Regions from separate parts of the Mus musculus genome. Here region 1 is linked to region 2. A link is a contact called in public promoter capture Hi-C data. All regions are on one chromosome and are shown on one strand. The core of a region is the stretch at or near the end of the contact, and the rest is flanking DNA. Distances in the headings are between cores, read along the strand shown.

Region 1 (6,933 bases), core at 1,443-3,942, 1.5 Mb before region 2:
AGACATCCTCTAGCTTCTCAGCCACGCCTGCCATCCTCCGGGCCCCCAGGGACCACTGCCAGTCTTGTTTTGTTGCTTTGTTCTTCGCTGCTCACATGAAGCTGGCTCTCAGCCTCCACAGATGATCCTTTGAGGGTGGGTCCAAGTTCTGTGGGGACTGACACTTAGAAATTAGGGACTTCCTTTTAAAGAAAATAGATTTTTCAAGGCCTCTCAATTTTTTTCACATTTTCCATAAGCCTAGATATAGATCACAATACGAAAACCTTCACTGGAGTTCTGGAAGGAATTTGCAAAACACCAGTAATGTCAATTACACCATTTTCTTGTTTTTAGCAGTCAGCGTTTTGTTTGTTTGTTTGTTTGGTTTTAGATTTATTTATTTATTTCATGTATGTGGGTACACTGTTGCTGTCTTCAGACACACCAGAAGAGGGTATCGGATCCCATTACAGATGGTTGTGAGCCACCATGTGGTTGCTAGTAATTGAACTCAGGACCTCTGGTAGAGCAGTCAGTGCTCTTAACTGCTGAGCCAGCTCTCTAGCACTAGTGGTCAGTGGTTACAACTCACTTTTAATCATGTTGGAGGTATGAAGGCAGCTCCAGTCTGTGTGTGACCTCAGGGCAGATAGAGAGGCAGTAAAGCCTTGGCTTCATCTATCCCATGCTATGGGGATAAGAATCCAAATCCCAAAAACATATGAGTGGGTAAATGTTTAAAGTTTGCTTACAAAACAATATGCACTCAGCTGTGGAACAGACCCCTGTAGATGAGTGCGATTACAATCGTAATAGAAAGTAGTTTCTCTCTCTCTCTCTCTCTCTCTCTCTCTCTCTCTCTCTCTCTCTCCCTCCCTCCCTCCCCCCACCCTCCCCCTCTCTCCCTTCCTTCCTTCCTTCCTTCCTTCCTTCCTTGCTTTCTTTCAGATTTATTTATCTATTATACACTGTAGCTGTCTTCAGATGATCAAAGTCTCCGTCTCTGGAAAGGGTAAAAGGTTCCACTTCGGTCCCTCCGGTCCACTCTTCCTTCCCCTTCTCCTCCCTCCTGCTTCTTCACTCCCCTAGTCACTCTTTTTTACTTTTCTTTTTTCAGACTTCCTTCCCCCAAGTCCCCCAATTCAGCTTTCTTCCCATTTTTCCTGCTTTCTACCACTTTCTTTTCATTTTCCTTCTGACATATATTAAAATTTCCAAAATATCCCAGTGATAGTGTTGACCACAGAAGACAGATCCATTATATCTGTAAATCCCATTCTTACAATAGTTACAACTTTTATTATTTATTTTTATTTTATATGTATGTTTGTCTATATGTCTGTGTGCAGTACCCAGAAAGACCAGAAGAGGGAGCCGGTGCCCTGGGACTAGACAGCTCAGATGCTTCGGAGCTGCTATGTGGATGCTGGAAACCTATCCCGGATCAGCAAATGGCTGAGCATCTGTCCAAGTCCTGTTGTTTTAACAATTTGTAAAGACTACTAGGCAAATTTGTATTTATTGTGACTTCATAAAAGGACTCCATGGCCAAGGAATGACTCAAGAAGAAACAGTATAACTGAAAATCAGGTAGTAGCTAAAGTCCCAAGGCACAGACACTAAGTGTGGACATGCTGAATAATACCCAGACTCCCACACCAGGCCGCGGTTACTAAAGCACACAGAGGAGGTACAAACTCTGTTTTCAATTTTCTTCTGGAAAGTTACCGTGTTTTGGTTTTTCTCAAACTGGGTATACAAATAGGCTCTCCAGCTTTGAGACTTTTTTTTCCCTCCCATTAAAAGTCATCTTCCCATCATGGAAACTTAGAAACGTTGTTTTGCTACAAAATTTTAAACCTGAAATACTTCAAGTCTCAGGAAACTGCCTAATAGGCACCCAGAGAGTCCTGTCAATCAAACCCAGCAGATTTGTTGTATTGTCTCTGGTCTCTAATCCTGTTAAAAGAGTTGAATGGTTTATATAAATAGTTAGGGCCCTGCTGTAGACTCCCTTGCTGTTTTTCCTCCTTACTGCAGAATTCAAGGCCTTGTTGAATTCATTTTGTGGCTTCATGGTTGTTTTCTGTGGTTGCAATTATTGTACCCTTCTTTCACTAGAAACAAATGGATAAGATGTCCGACTACTGGCCTGTTTCAGATGCAAATGTGAAGAGTATCCCAGGTTACAGAGCGAATGCTCAGAAAAGAGATTCACGACAAAGGTAATTAATCAACCACGGTTACACTCCAAAAAGATTTCCTACATACAAAGTTTCTAGTTCTTTAATATGTGGTGGAAGATGGGGGGATGGGTTTCACCGGTCTGATTCTTCTAATTCTGACACAATTTCTCTCTCTCTCTCTCTCTCTCTCTCTCTCTCTCTCTCTCTCTCTCTCTCTCTCTGCAATATTATTCATGGGCAGCAGTGGTGTGTGTGTGTGTGTAGGGGGTGGTGCTGTATGCACCAGGGTGCTTTTGGAGACTACAACTTTCAGGAACCTGTAGGTCCTGAGGGTTGATCCTGAATTGTCAGGCTTGGATGCAGGTGGCTTTACCAGCTGAGTCATCTTGCTGGCCCCATGATGTTTTTGTTAAATCACAGAATCAATGGGAACTGGGAATGAGAGCTCTGGCTCCCCAGATGTGGCTACTTGTAGAACCCAGCAGCCCCAGGTCTCTTGTAAGCATTGGAAGCTGTGAAAGAAAGACTTTCTTTATTCTGAGAGGGAACAGAAACTAATGCTAAAGAACAGAAGACAAAATGGGGAACTTCGCTGTTGAAGACGGAAATAATATCTACTTATTACTTCAATAAGATTATATACTGCATATATCACCCAAACAGAAAGAGAAACTAAAAGCTATAAATACATATTGATGCAGTTTTAGACTCTTGAGTATTAGTGGTCTTTCAGTTTTTAACAAATGTCCTAGTGGCCATGGGCTTTAGAACGGTGAATTAAAATAAGATAAAAGTGTGATCTCAAAATTGAGATGACATCACCCATGAATAAATTTCCTAGTTATTTCACCTTTGCTGCCTTGTTTCCTAGCGTGGGTAGCCTTTAAGATGCTACTCTAGGATGCGTCAGCATGCATCTGGCAGGTGGTTGCAAGCATGACCCACCTGGGAAGAGGGAACCTCAACACGGAATTGCCCCCATCAGATTGGCCTATGGACTGTCTGAGCGGGTGTGGTTTGTGATTTCTCATTAATGTAGGAGGGTCTAGACCACTGTGGGTTGTCCCGTGCAGTATAAAACACACGGGACGCAAGCCACCATGCAGAGCTCCTCCATGCTGCCTCGCTTCCTCTCCCGGGTTCCTTTCTTGAGTTCCCTCCCTGGTTTCCCTTGACGATGGGATAACTATGGGCCAAATAAACCCCTTGATCCCCCAAGTTGTTTTTGGTGAGTTTCATCCCAGCAATGGTAAAACTAACTAGGACAACACGTACACTGTGAGTGCATAGTTACTTTTTTTTTTTAAGATTTTTTAAATTTTTATTTATTTTATGTATATGAGTACACCATTGCTCTCTTCAAACACACAAGAAGAGGACATCAGACCCCATTGCAGATGTTTGTGAGCCACCATGTGGTTGCTGGGAATTGAACTCAGGACCTCTAGAAGAGCAGTCAGTGCTCTCAAGTGCTGAGCCATCTCTCCAGCCCCAGAGTTACTTTCTTTCTTTATTATTTATTGATTTTGCTAGGACTCTGCCAGGAAGAGTTTGTTTGAAACATAGTAACTCAAGATCTGATTGAAGAATTTTATTCTCCCTAATAGGATACCAAGTTATACTGGTAACGATTTGCCTCTTAAGAATTATAGTCTGTGACTCATTTTTTTAAATCTAGAACGGGGCCGAAAGTCAGATTATGTGCATCTAGCATAGATCTGCTTCTGAGCTTCATAGCTGAAATAAGGTAGACCAGGTTAAAGTTGAGAATTGTTTTAAAGACACACGCACAGGCAATGTTCTCAGAAACTCCCACTCAGACTTGCCCTTTAACAGGTTGTTATACATGACAACAAGGAGCACTACCGGGCTTTGTATGTATTGGTTGCCCAAAGGACAGAGGTATAAAGTGAGCTGTTACCGTAACAACAGTTAATAGGTCAGAGTCTCACGCGTACACTTGGCTTTGCCTCTGTTGATTTATTACACCAATCCCATTTCTTGGATATTGCCATTCACATTCTACTGACGAGAAAGTTGAGGATTGGAGAGATTAAGCAATTTTCCCAGGAGCAACCAGCTAGTGAAAAGTCTGAACTCGAATCGACTCCCGTTTCCTGAGTTCAGAGCTTGTACATCAAACCATCACATGTTTTGGGGCTATTGGCTATGGAAGCACTCTCTTGAGTGCTTCATTTCTGTGAGACAAAATATGCTGACAAAGTAATTTAGTGTGTGGGGGGGGAGCGTTTGTTTTAGCTAACAATTCCAGGAATACTTAATGTTCAGAAATGCAAATACCTTTTATTGAGGTTGTTACAATGAGAGGCATTTTTATTTGAACACTTACTCAAGTTGAAACATCACAAACGCAGCGTTAGATCATTGAGGGAAAGGGACCCCCAAGTCAGTTACAAGATGGGACTGTAATACAAGCGTTTTAAAATTAAAACATTAGTATTTGAGGATTTGTGATTAAGAGTCTGTTTAGAGCATCCCCCCAAACAATGGACAGGTAGGCATTAAAAGCTTCACTTTAGGCAATGGGTTTTTATCTTCTCTTCTTCATTGCTCCACTGTTAGACCAATGTTTACATTGTAGATAGATTTGCTTAGGAATTTAATCAGTTGATACACCTAAAACACTTGATCAGGACTCTCCATAGACTTAGCGTCCAGTGCTATCTCTTAATATTACTACTGTAAGCAACGATGACAGAAAGACCTCTCATATTCTTCTTTCCAGTTTTAAGCCCCCAAGCCTTAACTTAGAATATATCTTTACTTCCAGTTAGGATATTAGGTCTAAAACACTTAATCTCATGTTTCTATTAGGAGGGTGTGATTGTGTCAGCGAGGAGACTCATAATTTAAGAACAGTTTCAGTGAGAAAGTTAATTGACTGCCTTCTGGCTAGTGGAACTTGTCTCGAATTCTTACACTTTGGAATGAGTTAACTCCACTCTTAGAGCCCCAGACCCCAGCTGCATTACTTAGGAAAGGATCTGATGGAGATCAAGGCTAAGAGATAGTGAGGGACATCTGGGTTCTTTCCAGCTTCTGGCTATTATAAATAAGGCTGCTATGAACATACTGGAGCATGTGTCCTTCTTACCGGTTGGGACATCTTCTGGATATATGCCCAGGAGAGGTATTGCTGGATCCTCCGGTAGTACTATGTCCAATTTTCTGAGAAACCGCCAGACTGATTTCCAGAGTGGTTGTACAAGCTTGCAGTCCCACCAACAATGGAGGAGTGTTCCTCTTTCTCCACATCCTCGCCAGCATCTGCTGTCACCTGAATTTTTGATCTTAGCCATTCTGACTGGTGTGAGGTGGAATCTCAGGGTTGTTTTGATTTGCATTTCCCTGATGATTAAGGATGTTGAACATTTTTTCAGGTGCTTCTCAGCCATTCGGTATTCCTCAGGTGAGAATTCTTTGTTTAGCTCTGTGCCCCATTTTTAATGGGGTTATTTGATTTTCTGGAGTCCACCTTTTTGAGTTCTTTATATATATTGGATATTAGTCAATGGAGTACTACACAGCTATTAAAAACAATGAATGTATGAAATTCCTAGGCAAATGGATGGATCTGGAGGATATCATCCTGAGTGAGGTAACCCAATCACAAAAGGACTCATATGATATCTACTCACTGATAAGTGGATATTAGCCCAGAAACTTCGAATACCAAAGATACAATTTGCAAAACACATGAAACTCAAGAAGAACGAAGACCAAAGTGTGGACACTTCGCCCCTTCTTAGAACTGGGAACAAAACACCCATGGAAGGAGTTACAGAGACAAAGTTTGGAGCTGAGACAAAAGGATGGACCATCCAGAGACTGCCATACCCGGGGATCCATCCCATAATCAGCCACCAAACCCAGATACTATTGCACAAACCAGCAAGATTTTGCTGAAAGGATCCTGATATAGCTGTTTCTTGTGAGGCTATGCCAGTGCCTGGCAAACACAGAAGTGGATGCTCACAGTCAGCTATTGGATGGAACACAGGGCCCCCAATGGAGGAGCTAGAGAAAGTACCCAAGGAATTGAAGGGGTCTGCAACCCTATAGGTGGAACAACATTATGAACTAACCAGTACCCCGGAGCTCGTGACTCTAGCTGCATATGTATCAGAAGATGGCCTAGTCGGCCATCATTGGGAAGAGAGGCCCCTTGGTATTGCAAACATTATATGCCCCGGTACAGGGGAACACCAGGGCCAAGAAGTGTGAGTGGGTGGGTAGGGGAGCAGGGAAGGGGGGAGGGTATAGGGAACTTTCGGTATAGCATTTGAAATGTAAATGAAGAAAATATCTAATAAAAATTGGGGAAAAAAGAGAAACAATGAGGATAATGCTTAGAAGAGAATCCCAGGAAGAAAGGGAGGCAGTGCAAGCTCACTGGGGAGGAGATGAGATGAGATGAGATGAGATGAGATGAGATGAGATGAGATGAGATGAGATGAGGCAGTGCAGAGGTGGTGCAGATGGTCCTAACCTCAGATCGTCCAACCCCCAACCTGTAATATTTTCACTTTATTGTGTTGTAGAAGCAAAACAAATGAGATAGAAGTCATACTTTGGATTTTCATCCTTTCCCAGGTCAGGGATATGCTGTCCCATGTGTCTTGAGAACCTGGGCTTCCAGGGAATGTAGTTTGAAGTAAGCCTGATGGTGTGGAAGGGAAACAATGACCATTGTCTGACTGTCTTAGCTGCTAAGACTTGATGTTCAGACACCTATGAATTTTCT
Region 2 (6,246 bases), core at 2,418-4,917:
TCTCATCACAGATGGTTGTGCACCACCATGCAGTTGCTGGGATTTGAACTCAGGACCTCTGGAAGAGCAGTCAGTGTTTTTACCCGCTGAGCCATCTTGCCAGCCCGGAAGAGAACATTCCTAACACATGCTCCCTCATGGACTTTTTATGTCCAAATGCACTTTTATGAATTAATAAAGGCAGTAAGATAGCACACTAAAAAGAATAATCCAGTTGAGATCATCTAGTCAGCAGCACTCCAGTCCTCCAATCCTGCAAGGTGTCAACTGTCCCTCTCTGGAAAACTCTAGTCAGTGTTTCACAATGACTGGGATGGCAGTTTTAGTATCAAATATGAATCTATGTGAGCCCCACAAATGACCCTAGACTATATGGCTTTGTAATACCTACAGAATGAAATGGTAAGTTCAGTTCCTATAAAGCATTTGTCTCTTTTGTAATACAGCATTATCTATTAAGGTGGTATACACCTTTACCCAGCACCAGGAAGGCAGAGGCAAGTGGAGTTCCAGAACAACCAGGGCTACACAGAGAAACCTATCTCACAAAAAAGAAAAAAAAAAAAGAAGAAAGAAATAAAGAAAAAGAAAACAGAAAAAAAAAACCTGAACTGTAGTTATCTTTTTTTAATTTTCTATCCTCCTCAAATAACCAAATGTTTGTATGTGTTAACCTGTCTTGCCCAAAATAATTTTATTTCCTGTATATAAGTGTTTTGCCTGCATGTATGTATATATGTATGTACACCTCATTGAGTGTCTGGTACCCACCAGATCAAAAGATAACAAATTAAGGATAGTCATGAGCCAATATGTAGATGCTGGGAGCTGAATCCAGGTCCCTGCAAGAGAAACAAGTACTCTTAACTGATGAGCCATCTCTCCAGTCCAAAGAGATCACTTTTTAAAAATTTAGTCAAGAAATATAGCATTTTTAAATACATGTATGCTTTATCAATTTAAATGAAAATATAACAAATTTGTTCCTTCATACCACATCTCATTCAAAAACAAACTTTAGAGCAAAAATTTTAAAGCAAATATTAACGAAGGATTCATATATATATATATATATATATATATATATATATTTTTTTTTTTTTTTTTTTTTTTTTTTTTGGGTTTTCGAGACAGGGTTTCTCTGTATAGCTCTGGCTGTCCTGGAACTCACTTTGTATACCCGAACTCAGAAATCCGCCTGCCTCTGCCTCCCGAGTGCTGGGATTAAAGGCGTGCACCACCAAGCCCGGCTTAAGATTTTTATTTCTTAATCAATTTTTTATATTTATAAAAATTAGGGTTAGAGAGATATTTCACTGACTGTTAGAGATGGTTAGAAAACACTGACTGTTCTCGAGAAGTCCTGAGTTCAATTCCCAGCATGGTGGCTCACAACAATCTGTAAAGTGATCAGATGCCTTCTTCTGGTGTGTCTGAATATAGCTACAATGTACTTATATACATAAAATAATTATTTTTAATTGATTTTTATAGTAAAATATGATGTTTACATTATACCAAAACTGCATTTAGTATTCTGTTCCTTTTGTTTTTGTTAGTGGTGATGTTTGTGGCTGGCCTCCAACTCAGAGATATATGCCTGCTTCTGCCTCCTGAGTGCTAGACTAAAAAAAGCCTGACCAATCTTTGTTTTACTCCTTGAGACAGGTCTTATGTTGCCCAGCCTTGACAGAACTCACTCTGAAGCAAGCAGTCCTTGAATTTGCTAGCCTCCTGCCTCAGCTTTCCTATTGCTAGAATTACAGAGGTAATACTAGATGTCGCTAAGGTTATAAGCCCGCACTACCAGGCCCAGATACTGTTTTCACATATTTACAGAAAAGAGATACTTCAACACACATGCAACATAAAATATCCAAATCAGTAGCTGGTACATCCATCAATTCAAACAGTTATGTGCTAGAAACAGTCAAAAATCCCCTCTGCTAGATATTTTGCTAGATATCTGCTAGATAATTAACTGTTGCCAACCAGAGCTGCACTGCTGTTCTACAGAACACTAGAAGTTATTCCTCCAACTGTCCCTTGACTCAATAACCATCTCCTTTCTGTCCTCCCCAAAACTCTGTTGTACTTTTTCTTCTTGCTCTGTGGACAGGGTCTCACTACATAAGACAGCTCAGCTGTGCTGGAATTTATAATCATCCTCCCTGTTTCCCTAGTGTTCCAACAGGCCTGAGTCAGGCGGCATAGTCTTTTTTGTTTTTTGTTTTTCGAGACAGGGTTTTTCTGTATAGCTCTGGCTGTCCTGGAACTCACTTTGTAGACCAGGCTGGCCTCAAACTCAGAAATCCGCCTGTCTCTGCCTCTGCCTCCCAAGTGCTGGGATTAAAGGCGTGCGCCACCATGCCCGGCTAAGCGGTATAGTCTTAAGGAGAAAAAAAAGAAAGAAAGAAAGAAAGAAAGAAAGAAAGAAAATCAAAAAAGATTCGCTAGCCCAGCTCTTTATCACTAAGCTACACTCTCAGCCTAAAAATTAATGTACAGAAGGTGACCTTACAGTAGGTAAAATTTCATTTCTATTTTTTTATAGTTTAATCCACACTTTTTTTTTTTTACATTTTAAATATATTTATTTTGTGTGTGTTTGCACACTACTATAGCACACATGTTAAAGTCAGAGGACAAGTTATTAGAATCTATCTATTCTCTCCTTTCACCATGTGTGTTCTGGGAATCAAACGCTGATCATCAAATTTGGCACCTTTACCTACTAAACCACTGGCCTAAACCACACCATCTTAAACCCGTCCCAACCCTTTAAGACACTGACATAAGTGTCTTTAGCTATAACTGACCCTTGAGAGTTGGAAAACAATTGAAAATGTCTTAGGGATGGAGATAGATGGCCCAGCAGTTAAGAGCACTTACTTGTGGCTCTTACAGAAGACCTGCCTGAGTTCAATTCTCAGAACCCACATGGTAGCTCACAACCATCAATAATCCCAGTCCCAGGGAATCACCCAAGCCCAGACTTGATGCATGTACATGCATGCCAGCAAAACATTAACACGCATAAAATAAAAATAAAGTAAAAAAATGTCCTGAATGTGCAAGAAGCAAAAACTAATTCATAATCAAACATGTAAGCCAAGGTACTTCTGGCAAAGTTCATCTACATCATGTTCTACAGCTCACTGCAACAGCCTTGGCTCCAAACACACAGCGTGTACCCATTGTGCTGCATGTACCATCAAGCTGCATAATACCAACTAACACTGCCTGGTGCACTCCATCTAAGGTTCACTAGTTACAACTATTGAGTTGCTGGCTTGAGTTTTACGATTTAAAAAATCATTTGATGACTTTTGACTTGAAGATTAGGACAACTCTGAAAAACAACACTAAAGGTATTCAATATTCTGCAGTAGCAAATATTCAGTAGAGACTTAATTCTTCATGTAAAAATAAATAAGCCCATATAACTCACTAGTGTCCTGTCTAATTTCATTTCCTATTGCTGTAATAAAATATGACAGATGCAACTTGGGAGAGAAAAGGGTTTATTTTAGCTCACACTTCCAGGTTACAGTGCTAACTGTAGAGAAGGAACTGTAGGCAACAGGAACTTGAGAGCTGTCTTAGAAAGGGTTTCTATTGCTGTGATAAAACACCATGACCAGAAGCAACCTGAGGAGAAAAGGGTTTATTTCATCTTTCTTCCCTGAATGATGTAAAGTCTAGTTCCTCATTCCTAGCTCTAGCTGCAAACCTTACTTTAACTTCAGTCTGTTTACTTAATAACAATATCTGCATGGCACCAGCAGGATAGCTCAGTAGGTACAGATGCCTGGTGCCCAGCCTGTTGAACTGAGTTTGATCCCCAGTACCCACGTGGTAAAAGTAGAGAACCAACTGCCACAAACTGGCTCTGATCACCACATATCCCACTGCAGTATTATGCATGTGCACGTGCATGTGCACACACATACACAAAATAAATAAAAATTTAAACTAAACGTCTTCCTTTTGGGGCCAGAGAGATGGCTCAGTGTGGTTAAGAGCACTGGTTTCTCTTCCAGGAAAGTCAGGTTCTATTCCCAGTACCTACATGGTGGCTCTCACAGCTGTCTATGACTCCAGGATATGAATTCTTCACACAGAAATATTTTGTCCTGGGGCTGGAGAGATGGCTCAGCGGTTAAGAGCACGGACTGCTCTTCCGAAGGTCCTGAGTTCAAATCCCAGCAACCACATGGTGGCTCACAACCATCTGTAATGGAATCTGATGCCCTCTTCTGGTGTGTCTGAAGACAGCTACAGTGTACTTATATACATAAAATAAATCTTTAAAAAAAAAAAGAAATATTTTGTCCTAAGCTCAACCAACTGACAAGACTAAAATTCAAATAATAATAGTAGTTAAGTATTCCAACTTAGATTTTATTTTCTCCTAACGCACATTAGTAGATAAAAAGTTAAAGAAAAAAATGCAGCAGTGTAACAACCAGCATGCTGATATCTGATTGCAGGCATTAAGGACATTCCACTTTCCAAGTGAGCTGAACGGTATAGGTATGAGTTTTGCCCACACCTTTCAAGAACACCTTTTCTACCCTAAACCCTAGATCCCAAAAAAGTGAGCTAAAGCTAGGTGGTGGCACACACCTTTGATCCCAGCACTCCTGAGACAGAAGCAAGCAGATCTCTGAATTCAAAGCCAGACTGGACTACAGAAAGAGTACCAGGACAGCCAGGGTCACACAAAGAAACCATGTCTCAAAACACTGAAGGGGGTGGGGGTAGCCAGAGATGAGCAGAGGAGTCGGGGAGAGGAGAGTAAAGCTCTGAGCAAGTCTCAAACTATCTGGATGAACAAATAGCAACAAAGGTACGTATGCAGAAACCACAATTTCCTAATTACATAATCTTGTAAATATATTAAAACCATGTGAAAATTTAAAAGGAAAGACTAGCAAGCAATCAAGCAAATCTTACACAATACAATATATATTTATTTGTAACATCACATTTACCTTCATTTTGTTTTGTTTTGTTTTGTTTTTTTGAGACAGGGTGTATCTGTGTAGCCCTGGCTGTCCTGGAACTCACTCTGTAAACCAGGCTGGCCTCGAACTCAGAAATCTACCTGCCTCTGCCTCCCAAGTGCTGGGATTAAAGGCATGCACCACCACTGCCCAGCTTACCTTACCAGCTTTTAAAAAAAAAAATTAACTTCTTTCCCCTAAATGAACTAGAGACAAAAATTTTGCAGATATTTTTTATCAATTTATTACAATGCTTATGCAGAAAACTCAATCCTGTGCAGGAAAGGAGGTGGCAAATATGCAGCAAACATTAATGTAGGTATCAAAACAAACTAAACTAAGTCAGGCAAATACACCGTAGAAATTACAAAATTTTGCAAAGTGATACTTAACTACCCACACTTAGTTTTAGCACTGGAGAATGCCCAACTTTTCCTTTACCAGACCAGAAAAGAAAAGGTGGGGAAAAGCTTAAAAATCAAATGGTGGCAAACAATTTGAGTCCATTCTGGTCTATACAGTGAGTTGCAGGACAATCAAAACTATGTGAGAGACATGATCTCTACCCCTACCCCTTCTCAAAAAAAGAAAAAGAAAAGTAAAAGAGAAAGCAAGAGAGCTAACACAATAAAAATTGTAACAGATGCAATTTTGAAACAAAACTATTACTTTGCTTGGTAACATTTTCTTCATTCCTAATGTCAGTCAACAATAAAAACATTGTATCTCCTTTTCTTCCATTTAGTGATTTACACACTCTTCTTGTTTATGTCTTATCACAATAAACCCTTTAGTGGGCTAGCAAATTGTCTCAGTGTATAAAGGTGCTTCCCCTCTAAAGACCTGAGTTTAATCTCTGAGACCCACAGAATTGGTAGAAAGACAACCAATTCCTGAAACTGTTCTCTAGCCTACACATATGAGCCTTGGCAGGAAGGAGGAAGGCATCTACAACATTCACAAACACACCCATGCTCCATTAATAAAATGCTTGAAAATAATAAATCCTTTTTGTACTGTGATTTTAGCAATGAAACTAAAGGTTTTTATCCCATCACGACCAAGAATCGTTATTCTATAAATGGTGTACCAACCCTACTAAGTCTATAATGCAAATATTACTTTTCAATAAAATAGAACAGACTACTGATACAAGTGAAAACTTGGGTGAGCCACAAGGAAATTCTTCTGCACGGAAGAAATGTCAATCTGTAAGTTCTATACTTTATGATTCTCT

What was found. Capture Hi-C pulls out chosen DNA fragments and counts their contacts.
Region 1: a promoter capture Hi-C map of adipose tissue shows a contact between it and region 2, with 3 times the contacts expected there. The contact joins two enhancer-like sites. A contact is called at or near these places in 1 of 115 datasets of contacts at active chromatin or transcription factors (large pre-B cells) and 1 of 9 other capture datasets (adipose tissue).

The regions. Positions count from the first base shown.
Region 1 is chr3:52,919,865-52,926,797 of GRCm38.p6, reverse strand. Gm20750 (predicted gene, 20750) reads left to right here. Exons shown (of 5, transcript NR_040555.1): 2 at 2,104-2,207. Among named protein-coding and RNA genes, the nearest start is that of Gm20750, 4.3 kb to the left of the region's middle. Within about 2 kb of position 2,692, at least 29 of the 459 cell types and tissues checked have an H3K27ac peak or open chromatin away from gene starts, as enhancers often do.
Region 2 is chr3:51,419,657-51,425,902 of GRCm38.p6, reverse strand. The region is part of intron 1 of Naa15 (N(alpha)-acetyltransferase 15, NatA auxiliary subunit); the gene reads right to left. LOC108168868 (a long non-coding RNA gene) reads right to left here. Exons shown (of 2, transcript XR_001783830.2): 2 at 2,567-6,246. Among named protein-coding and RNA genes, the nearest start is that of Naa15, 6.8 kb to the right of the region's middle. Within about 2 kb of position 3,667, at least 31 of the 459 cell types and tissues checked have an H3K27ac peak or open chromatin away from gene starts, as enhancers often do.